2 separate regions of the Mus musculus genome follow, and region 2 is linked to region 1. The links are chromatin contacts, called in public HiChIP or PLAC-seq maps. All regions are on one chromosome and are shown on one strand. Each heading gives the region's core, a stretch centred on a gene start, on an enhancer-like site or on the middle of the called end of the contact. The rest is flanking DNA. Distances are from core to core; before and after follow the strand shown.

Region 1 (5,472 bases), core at 1,553-4,052:
AGATTTTCCTCTTCCAAGTTCTCCTCCCTGTACTTTGCTTTCATGAATGATAAAGGTGATGGAGAGGTGTGTGTATGTGTGTGTGTGGGGGGGTGCAGCTATTAATTAAAAATTTTCTTCCTTCAGCTTTTAAATTACTGAATAAAAATGAAGACATGGCCACTCCTAGGTGTAATTAAGAAGGTTTAATTGTAGATATGAGGGAAAGAACAGCCAGAGGCATCTGGAAGAGTCCAGACTAAACGTGGTCAGCAGAGTACACCCGGTCAAGGGAGGTGGGGGGAGTGAAAGAGAAAGTGAAAAGGCGGAGGTGGCTATAGACTAATAAACCAAGAGGGCTAGGAACCAAAATGGCAGGATTTTATAGCGATGTAAGCTGGGGGACGGGAAGCGCCCCCCCCCCCCCCCCCCCCCCCCCCCCCCCCCCGCATCTGGGCAGCAGAGGTTTAGGGGAGGGGAGGGGCAAGGAACACTGGGAGGAGCCACAGGTTTCTACTGGCTAGCATCTGCTTTGATAAGTTAATAGTACCTTGGTTTGCCTCTGGTCCTGGGTTTCTTTGGGACCTAGCATGTATTTGTTATTAAAATGATGAAGGTGGGGGATGGGTAGTCAGGCAGTGGTGGCACACACCTTCATCTGAGGACAGTCTGGTCTATTGAGTGAGCCAGGGCTATTAGAGAAAGCCTGTCCCAAGACACAAAAAACGAACCTAAACAAACAAAACAAAAAAACGAAGGAAGGGGCTGGCTCTTTGTTCCAGAGGACCCAGGTTCAATTCCCAGCACCCACAAGGCAGCTTACAACTGTCTTTAACTCCAGGATCTGGCACCCTTGCACAGACATACATGCAGGCAACAAAACTATACAAGGGAGAGAATTTTAATAGCATAAATTTCCTATTATGTAATTAGTTGTGCCTGTTGATAGGACTGTGATATTTTGATACCTATGAACTTTGTATAATGATCACACAAAGTAATTGGTAGGCCACCTCGTACATTTATCATTTCCTGATCAGCTGTAATCAATCACAAACATGGGTTTTTAGTTCAGTGTTCAGTATTGCTGATCTCAGAATACTACACTGTGTAAGAAGACTTAGTGATAGCCGGGCAGTGGTGGCGCACGCCTTTAATCCCAGCACTTGTGAGGCAGAGGCAGGCGGATTTCTGAGTTCAAGGCCAGCCTGGTCTACAGAGTGAGTTCCAGGACAGCCAGGGCTACACAGAGAAACCCTGTCTCGGAGAAGGAAAAAAAAAGAAGAAGAAGACTTAGTGATAAATTAGTCACTCAAAGGTGGCAAGTTTTGTTTGTTTGTTTGTGTTTTTAAAGATATTTTGCATTTATTTACTGTGTGTGTGTAGTGGGAAGAGTTAGGATTCAGACTTGGGACAAACAGCTGAGGTGCATTTTTTACAAACCAAAGTGGACTTCATCTCCAGGTTCTCCCATCCTTCCAGCATCCCTTAGTTCCTACCTTGCACCTTGTATACCCACCTGTCTCTCTCTCCCTCTCTGCATTCTCTCTCTCTCCCTCTCTGCATTCTCTCTCTCTCCCTCTCTGCATTCTCTCTCTCTCCCTCTCTGCATTCTCTCTCTCTCTCTCTCCCAGCACATGCACACTCTTTCTCTACCCCCTCCCCTCTGTCTTCCTCCCCATGTCGACTTCCCTGGCCTCCTTCCTTGGGACCAGAGAACCGACCCAAGAGCGGCTTCCCCATAAGCCTGCCTTTGCGTACTTCGATTTGGCTTGAATTGACTCATTTCACCAGCAGAGAATAACTTACCAGGATGCACGTGTGCCGCAGCGCACTTGTGGAAGTCAGAGAACAATTTATGGGAGTTAATTCTCACATGGGTTTTGGGAATGGAACTCTGATCTGATATCAGATTTGGTGGCAAGTGATTTTGCCTGGTGAGCATTCTTGCTAGGTAAACACTCTCCTATAGAGCAATATCCCGAACTGAAAGAGGAAATTGTTTAATTTACTTGTTATGGTGTTTCCAGGAAGGGCTCTTGTATACCAGGTTGGACTCCAATTCACTCTGTGGCTAAAGATGACCTTGAACTCATCTTCCAGCCCTGGTGAGTGCTAGAGTTAAATAGGTGTGAACCACCAAAATTTGTTTTGATACTTTTTTAATCGTTAAATTCAAATAAGTGTATTTATTTTCTTTTTAAAGATTTCCCCTGATAAAACTCTTATAATTTCAGGAATACTGTGTGTGTGTGTGTGTGTGTGTGTGTGTGTGTGTGTGTAGTCTGGGCACAAGACCAATTTCTAAAGATGCTTGATATCTTAACCAAAGTTACCAGCGCAGCGCATATTCAGCGTCATCTCTGAGGTATTAAAAGAGTACAACCAATCCATTCATAAATTTGTGTTTGGGGCCATGCTTAAACTATTCCTCTGGAACTCTCTCTCCTGTGTGTAGATGTGATTTCGTATCAAAAAGGTCCAAGGGATCTACTTGCATCTCGGCTTTTCGTGTGGTAATGTTTTGCTAAGGGTGCACATTTTATTTCGGCTCTTAAAATTAATCGATCATCTACAACTACTGTTGAGTGCGTCTTATTTTTTAGTAAACTGGAACGGAGACATATGGCTTAAATCGTTGCTCTTCCTTAGGAGAGGAAATTCCGTATCTCCCTGCATTTGTTAGCGTATCTATTTTCTATTTAATTCAGTTGAATCTTTCAGCTTCTGGCGGTTACGCGGCTGTCCCGCCCCCATCCATTGGCTGCCTCGGGCAGGCGCGCTCTTGATTGGCTGCCGCTCGCCAAACCCCCGCCGTCCGTCAGAGTTGGCGGGAAAGCGGTGGTGGCGCAGCATGGCGGCTGCGGCGTCCGAGTCGCTGTCCTCCGGTGGCCCCGGGGCCGTGCGGCTGCCGCGCTTGCCGCCACTCAAGGTACTGGCAGGACAGCTGCGGCGGCACGCAGAGGGTGGCCCGGGCGCGTGGCGGCTGTCGCGGGCGGCGGTGGGCCGCGCTCCGCTGGAGCTGGTGGCCGTGTGGATGCAGGGTACCGTGCTGGCGGCGGAAGGCGGCCAGGCCCGGCTGCGCGACTCGAGCGGAGCCTTCTCTGTGCGCGGCCTGGAGCGCGTACCACGCGGCCGGCCCTGCCTCCTCCCAGGTAACGTGGGCGGGACCGGCTCTGCAGGTCCTCCCCGGGGCGGGGCGGGGCGGGGCGGTCCCACCTCCAGGCTCTAGCCCTCCTTCCTGGCCCAGCCCCTGTCAAGTGACTCCCCACCCATCCTCTTGGATGACAGCAACACCTATCCCCGCTTTCTAAGATGTAGGTTCCAGCCGGGCCTGGAGGTACACATCTTCCATCCCAATACTAGGAGTCTGAGGCAGGAGGATGGCAAAGTTCAAAGCCTGACTGAGCTACGAAGTGAGTTTAAGGCCAACGTAAGGCAACTCAGTGAGAGCCTGTCTCAGAACAAAAAGTAAAGAGGGCCTGGGGTGGGAGCACTTCCTAACATTGATGAGTCCTTGGGTTTAACCCAGACAGCGAGAATAGTAAACAAGTACATCTACTAAAACGCCTGTAGGTTCCCGAGGCTATCCCACCTTCCCAGTTTTGAGCCTTGCAATTCTGTGTCACAGTTCTATCCCTGTAGATGTTTTTCTCATTTTTCCCCGTATGTTTTGAAAATAATTTCTCAGGAAATGTCTGCTTGTCTTTTTCTCTGTGTGTGTGTGTGTGTGTGTGTGTGTGTGTGTGTGTGTGTGTTTTTAAGGCAGTGTCTAGCCTAGACTGACCTAAAATTCATTGTGTAGCTTGGACACCCGGGCTTCCTGCTTCCATCTCCTGAGTGCTAGGATTCTAGGCATATGCTGCTCCATCTGGTTCATACGCTGCTGGGAATCAAACTGGGGGCTTTGTGCATGCTACGCAAGCAATCCCAGCCCTAAGTCTGTACTCATATTTTTGTTTGTTTGTTTGTTTGTTTGTTTTTTCGAGACAGGGTTTCTCTGTATAGCCCTGGCTGTCCTGGAACTCACTTTGTAGACCAGGCTGACCTCGAACTCAGAAATCCACCTACCTCTGTCTCCCTAGTACTGGGATTAAAGGCATGTGCCACCACGCCCAGCAGGTTTTCTGAGTCTTAAGAGTTGTTTCTAATACCCTCTAAGGAGATGCTGATATTGCAGGGTTTGAGGCTGCCCTTTGAGCTACTGCAGTTCTTGCACTGTGGTTCTGATAGCTTGACTCTAGCATCTGGTCCAATGCCTGGCACTTGTGTGTTCTGAGAAGCAGATGTTCTGAGACCGGCATCAGGTACCTGGAGCCTCATCTCATTAGGAAACACATATCATACACAGGGCCTCGTGAACTGCGTGGTTGCACCTGTGACCCAGATAGACAAGGCCTGCCTATACTTGACTCTGAAGCTTCAACACAGGCTCCAGGAGACTTCTAAAGGAAGCCTACAGATTCAGCAGGCCTGCCTTTCCATGGCTTCCTTCTCTGTAAAAATCAGCCCTGCCTCTCTAAAGAATGCTTCCTGCTCAGAAAGTCTTGAATTCTGTCTAGAGGCAGAGTCAGGGTCTCTGACCTAGGCTATTTTTTTTTTTTTTTCCAAGACAGAGTTTCTCTGTGTAACCCTGGATGTCCTGGGTTTACACTCTGTAAACCAGGCTGGCCTCGAACTCAGAAATCTGCCTGCCTCTGCCTCCCCAGTGCTGGGATTAAAGGCGTGCGCCATTATATCTGGCCTATGTTTTACATTTTGACATGTCTACAAAAAAATCCTGATGTATGAAATGTATATGCAGTTTGAAATCAGCATCTACAAAGTGAAGTTTTATTGGCCTGAAATGCATTTGTAATTTGCAAAAGGTTAGGGTCACCATCTCACTGTACTGACATGGCTTAGCAGTTGTGACAGCAATCATTCCTATGACCCCAAAAAAGCCTGAGTTCTGTAATCTGCTCCCTTACAGAGAAAGTTGACTGCCCTTGGCCTTAACTTTGACTTTGCTTAAATTCCATGTTGTTTGGTGTCCCAGCCCAGGCAATGTCCCTTGAAAGCAGCTTTGAACAGTGTCTCAAGCCTAGTTCCAACACTGGAATAAGCCTGCCATCTAGCAGATGTCCCTGTGTTGGACTGAAGCTATTGGCCTCACCCTCTAGCCTGTATGCCCAGGGCCAGGGCCAGGGCCTGTGCTGTTTCTTCTTGCTCATGAATCATCTCGGGAGCAGCCAGGGATGTCCACAAGGCACCGTTGTAGACGTGAACCCAGGGTGCATGTGCACAGAGTGATGACAGCACTTTTTCTTGAGTGTTGCTCATGGTGCCTGCCTCAGTGTTAGTCAGGTAGAAAGCAAAAGCCTACTATGTGCTGCCACTGCTGGCCTCAGGAGACCTGGACCTCAAACCACAGAGCATAAAGAGGCTTTTTCATTCATCTAGCTTGATGGTTCATCTGGTATTTATTTGGGGACAGTAGATACAGAAATAGGC
Region 2 (5,472 bases), core at 826-3,325, 180 kb after region 1:
TGTAGATTTGAGATACCGATTACAAACAGCCTAATACTAACATATCTAAAATGCATCTCTTTTTGTGAACTTAAAAGGTTCTGGCAAGCTTCGAGGAATCCATTTGGTTCCACATCTCACAGGTCAAATGGACTCCAATAAGCACTGTTAATCAACAGTCTGTTTCCCCCATCTATTTCTGAGGGTGGGATCTATTTCCCTTTCCATGGTCTTGTCCCCCACCCCCAACCATCAAGACCACGGGCCTAAAAGTTTCAAACATACACCCAAGCAAATTTTTTCTCCCTAAAATCCTTAACTTTATTTCCTACCCCTAACATATATATCTGCCCCAGCATCCTATCAAGTCCCAGTGCTTCCTGGAGACCTGCATCCAGGGCAACTCCGAAGCAGTTACCCACAGGTGCTCCAGTCTAGCCTCACAAAGAGTTCCAACTGGGCCTTTACATCCCTAGACCCAGATGGTCCTGCAGAACTTGGACAGCATCCAACTCTTACCAACCTTGGCCAGCATTCCAGATTTTGGGCCCCCAATAACAATGCCCCAACGTCAGCAGGAAGTAGTCATAGACGATTATGTCATTCTTATTCATTTATTATCGACAAAAGGCTGGGATGTTGTGAGTCAGACCAGGGACAAGGAACTGAGGTGCATATTTAACATACCAAAGTTCTCCCAGCATTCCTCAGTCCCTACCTGTTATGGGGCTTGGCTGGCACACCCTTACATCTACACAGAACCTTCCTCTCGTTGGGCTTCCTCTCACCCAGACACTCCCTCCTAAATAATCCAGACACTTTAGCACTTTAGTTTGCTTTTCCTGCCCTCACCTTTGCATCACTCTTCTTCTTCTTCTTCTTCTTCTTCTTCTTCTTCTTCTTCTTCTTCTTCTTCTTCTTCTTCTTCTTCTTCTTCTTCTTCTTCCTTTTCCTCTTCTTCTTCCTCTTCCTCCTCCTCCTCCTCCTCCACCTTCTTTTGTTTTTTGTTTGTTTGTTTGTTTGTTTTTTCGAGACAGGGCTTTTCTATGTAGCCCTGGCTGTCCTGGAACTCACTTTGTAGACCAGGCTGGCTTCAAACTCAAAAATCCGCCTGCCTCTGCCTCACAAGTGCTGGGATTAAAGGCGTGTGCCACTACCGCCCGGCTTGCATTACTCTTCTTCTCTTCTCTCCTCTTCTCTCCTTTCCTCTCTTTTCCTCCTCCTCCTCCTCCTCCTCCTCCTCCTCCCCCTCCCCCTCCCCCTCCTCTTCCTCCTCCTTCTTCCTCTTCTTCTTTTTCTTCTCTTCTTCTTCTTCTTCTTCTTCTTCTTCTTCTTCTTCTTCTTCTTCTTCTTCTTCCTCTCTCTCTCTCTCTCTCTCTCTCTCTCTCTCTCTCTCTCTCTCTGTCTCTCTCCATGATTTCTCTTCTCTTCCCTTCCCCTCTGTCTCCCTCAGTATGGGGATTTCACTGACTCCCTCCTATGTGGTCAGTGAACTTAACAGAGAGCTGCTTTTACATTTAATTTGGTCTAAATTGGCTCATTTAGTTAGTGGAGATAACTTATCAATATCTAGCTCAATCTGAAGGTCAGATAAACAATTTCTAGTACCACATTTGCCTCCATGTGACATATAATACACTTAAAAAGCCATTTGCTGCCCATCAGACATTTAGGCATAGCTGAGGAATCTAACCTTGCCAGGAAATACCTGTAAATCTGCAGCTAATTAAGAACAAAGTCCCACTCCCCCACGTTGTGGAGACAGCAACACACACACACACAGACACACACACACACACACACACACACGAGTCTCTCTGTGGGCTCATTCCTTCCCCTGATAGTTGTAGAGTCACCAGGTGGCCAGTCACAAAAGGTGGTTAATGCCTGGCATCAACAGGGAAGGATGAGGAGTCTGAGACAGAAGACACCACTTGTTCTGAAGCCAATCTTTCGTAGGTTCTGCCCAGCCCAGACTTCCACCCTGGGCTGCTTCTGAAAGTCAGGTCATGTGACGTTGCAGGATACATGTGACACAGGCATTCGGGGGCTTTTGTGGGGAATCCACTGGAGAGGGCAGGCTCCTCCCTGTCTCTGGACACAAGGGAAACGGGATGGTAATAAGCCCAGGTCTGGCCCCCAAGCTTCAGCAGGCCACACCCTAGTCGTCACACCCACATCTCTGTGATGCTAACCCTGAGAGGGACAGAAGGACATGTTTACAATTCCACTGGAAGCCAGGCTAGATCCAAACGTTCAGCTGATAGCTCTGAGCTGCCCTCCTAGTGGCTTCTCAAGCCTGCAGCCCTGGTCTCTGGAGGCACGCTGGGGTACTTTTAGCTACAAAAGCTGTTCTGCACTGAGCAGCATCAGAGCCTTCCTCCCAGGAGCTACTGTGGCAACCAGACAGGAGCCACCCAAAACACTGCTCCAGCCCCTTTGGCTGTCAGACTATTGAACAATGGTCCCCCCACCCCCAAACTGGAATTTCCCCAGGAATTTCTGGTGGGAGGAAGGGCCGATGCGGGTGCAGCCTGAGGAACTTGTCTCCCAGGAAGAGATTTTACGTGGTTCTGAACTTGTCAGACCACCTTCATGAGGTCCTGGGGCCAAGATGCTCAGAGATGCTCAGCCACGCAGGCATTTAAACCTAACCCTTGGGTCAGGATCCTGAAGGAACCTGGAGGTTGGGGAAGTCACCTCTTCCTGACATGGCCTCATCGCCTATAAACCTCCTGTCTCTGCTGTCCACTGTTCCGCGTCTGTTTGGCCTGTAGAGGATGGGAGGCCCAGCCTAGCATGTGAGGGCTGCCCAGCCCCAGGCTCTGACCCTGACTCCAGTGCCTCTAGCAGCCCAACAAGTTCTTAGCTGTTTGGGCTTTTACAGTGCTGGGGACAGAACGGAGGGCCTTCTCTAGGGCAGGCACTGGCTCTGCCAGGGAGCCACACCTGGTAAAAGAGCCCTCTGGCTGGACATTGGTTCCTGGGAGGTCTCCTGATGAGGGTGCTTCAGAAGCCCCTGGGGGCTGGCAGTCAGGGAAAGCTTCCTGGGGGAGGCTACTCTTTTTTATTTTTTTTGGTTTTTCGAGACAGGGTTTCTCTGTGTAGACCAGGCTGGCCTTGAACTCAGAAATCTGCCTGCCTCTGCCTCCCAAGTGCTGGGATGAAATGCCCAGTTGGGAGGCTACTCTTGACATCTCAACCTTAGTAAAGAGCAAAGGAGCAGCAAGGCTGTTGCCACTGGAGAAAACGGCAAAGCTTTCCTCTCTGGTCCAAGTACAAATGCTGATCCTGTGTACAGATAATGAGCACCACAGCAGCACCGCAGATGCCTGAAGAGTGCTCCTGCTCTGTGAGTGCTCCCGCACTGTGAGTTCTACCATGATTCTTCTGTACAGCATAAACACTGCCTCCTTATTTACCTGTATGTAGTAACCCCGCCCCTTCCACCCAACCCAGCTTCTCTTTGTGTCTGCCTGTGTTTGTCATTTCTTCACATTCTCACAGAGCCCAGTCAGGGCAAGTCCCTGCAGCAGTATGTGCATGTATCACCAAGGTCTGGAGGACCCTGTTGGTGGCTCAGAGCCACCTTGTAACTTCAGAGGACCTGGTGCCTCTACCCCCGTGAGCACCTGGCCTCAGATGCACAGATACATACATATATATGATCCAAGGTAATGAAAGCAAACCTTTCAAAGCCAGGTGTGATGGAACACGCCTGTCATCCTGGCACTCAGGAGGCAGAGGCAGGTAGACTTCCGATCCCCCTGCCTCCACCTCTTGAGTGTTGGGATTACAGGAGTGCACCATCAGGCCTGGCTCAGCTCTTGTCTTTCCCCACCTCTCTTCCCACGCTCACTGGGCCTTCATGGGCCCCTAGCCCTATAACCAAATGTTCCAGATCCTGAGATGCACTCTCAGGCTTACCAGGGAGCCAGGAGGAGAAGCTGAGAAGTCAATGGCTGTTCAGATGAAGTCTGTTTACTCTGGGGAGGAAGGTCAGTGAGCCCCTGATTTTTTTTTCCCACTAAGCCATCTAACTGGCCCCACATTCTCCAAACTTTAATTGTGAGTTCAAATTAAACAATATAAAATGAAATAAAGAGCTGGAGAGATGGCTTGGTGGTTAAGAGCACTGGTTGCTTTTGCAGAGGACCCAGGTTCAATTCCCAGCACCCACATGGTGGCTTACAACCATCTGTAACTCCTGTTCCAGGGAACCTGACGCCCTCTTCTAATCTCCACGGGCCAGGGATTCATAAATACATATGCCAAACACTCATATGCACAAAAATAAATAAAATTTCAGAACAAAACGAAACAAGACAGAGCCAGGCAAATACACAAGTGGGAAGCTGGCCAGCACTCCAGCAGGGTACAGAGAGCTAGACGTGGTCAGGTGTAGTCATAGCAGTGATTCAGGGACCTCGGTGCAGGCACCACAGGAGGTCCTGGGTGGACCATGCACCACTGCCCACTCACGTGACTATCACACATGTGCACCCCCAACTCCAGGCTATGGTGCCAAACCCTGCGTCCTGGGTGGAGACCCTGACTCCTCTGATTTCTAAGCTTCAGCCCAGGAAAATCAAATGTAGGCAGCCAGGCCCTCGGGCAGGTACAAGGCATGCCTCCTGTGAAGGTGGAAGTGGGTGTCTCTGCTGCTTTTCCACTCCCTCTCCCCTCCTGTTAGGTTTGAGTCAGGAGCCAACCAGACCCCATCCCCTGAAATACCACAGGTACTACTAGCCACCAGAGGGTCTACAGGAGTTACATCCTTTAAGTTTATGAGGGGGGCTGGTGAGATGGCTCTTAATAGGGGTGTTAGAAATAGATCTTTTTAAAAAAGTTTTTTTTAAAGATCTATTTTTATTTATATGAGTACACTGTAGCTGTCTTCAGACACACCGGAAGAGGGCATCAGATCTCATTACAGATGGTTGTGAGCCAACATGTGGTTGCTGGGAATTGAACTCATGGCCTCTGGAAGAGCAGTCAGTGTTCTTATCTACTGAGCCATCTCTCCAGCCCAAGATAGATCTTTTTAAAGTACTTCCATTAAATTGTTTTGAGTATTAGTTACAACCACTTATTATACAATACCCAGAAAATGATATTCTTTTAAAGATTTATTTATTTTATATATGTGAGTATACTACCGCTGTCGCTGTCTTTCAGACACCCCAGAAGAGGGCATCAGATCCCATTACAGATGGTTGTGAGCCACCATATGGTTGCTGGGAATTGAACTCAGGATCTCTGGAAGAGCAGTCACTGCTCTTAACCGCTGAGCCACCTCTTCAGCCTCAGAGGGAGGTATTTAAAAGGCTAAAATAGCCCACTATGACTTCACTTTGGCCCTCTAATATTCTAACTCTCCACACGTGGTGCTACCCATCCTCTCAACTGTGATACAGCAAGCAGGTACAGCTTGATGAACGTCCTGTGCAGACAATGTCTTTGTCAAAGCCTGAGCTTTGCAATAGCCATGTT

Evidence for each region. HiChIP or PLAC-seq counts read pairs in DNA pulled down with a chosen protein or histone mark.
Region 2: an HNF4G HiChIP or PLAC-seq map of pancreatic cancer cells shows a contact between it and region 1. The contact joins the enhancer-like site here to the promoter of Rmi2 in region 1. A contact is called at or near these places in 1 of 39 promoter capture datasets (neural stem cells), 1 of 484 Hi-C or Micro-C datasets (stem cell-derived cardiac mesoderm) and 6 of 115 datasets of contacts at active chromatin or transcription factors (effector CD8 T cells, embryonic stem cells, epiblast stem cells and 3 more).

Annotation. Positions count from the first base shown.
Region 1 is chr16:10,832,257-10,837,728 of GRCm38.p6, forward strand. It overlaps Rmi2 (RecQ mediated genome instability 2), which reads left to right and starts at 2,803. Exons shown (of 2, transcript NM_001162932.1): 1 at 2,803-3,134. The coding sequence starts at 2,834. It also overlaps the pseudogene Gm17913.
Region 2 is chr16:11,015,961-11,021,432 of GRCm38.p6, forward strand. No RefSeq gene overlaps it. Among named protein-coding and RNA genes, the nearest start is that of Gm4262, 9.8 kb to the left of the region's middle. Within about 2 kb of position 2,076, at least 40 of the 459 cell types and tissues checked have an H3K27ac peak or open chromatin away from gene starts, as enhancers often do. A contact at or near this core is called in pancreatic cancer cells and trophoblast stem cells, where this site is marked.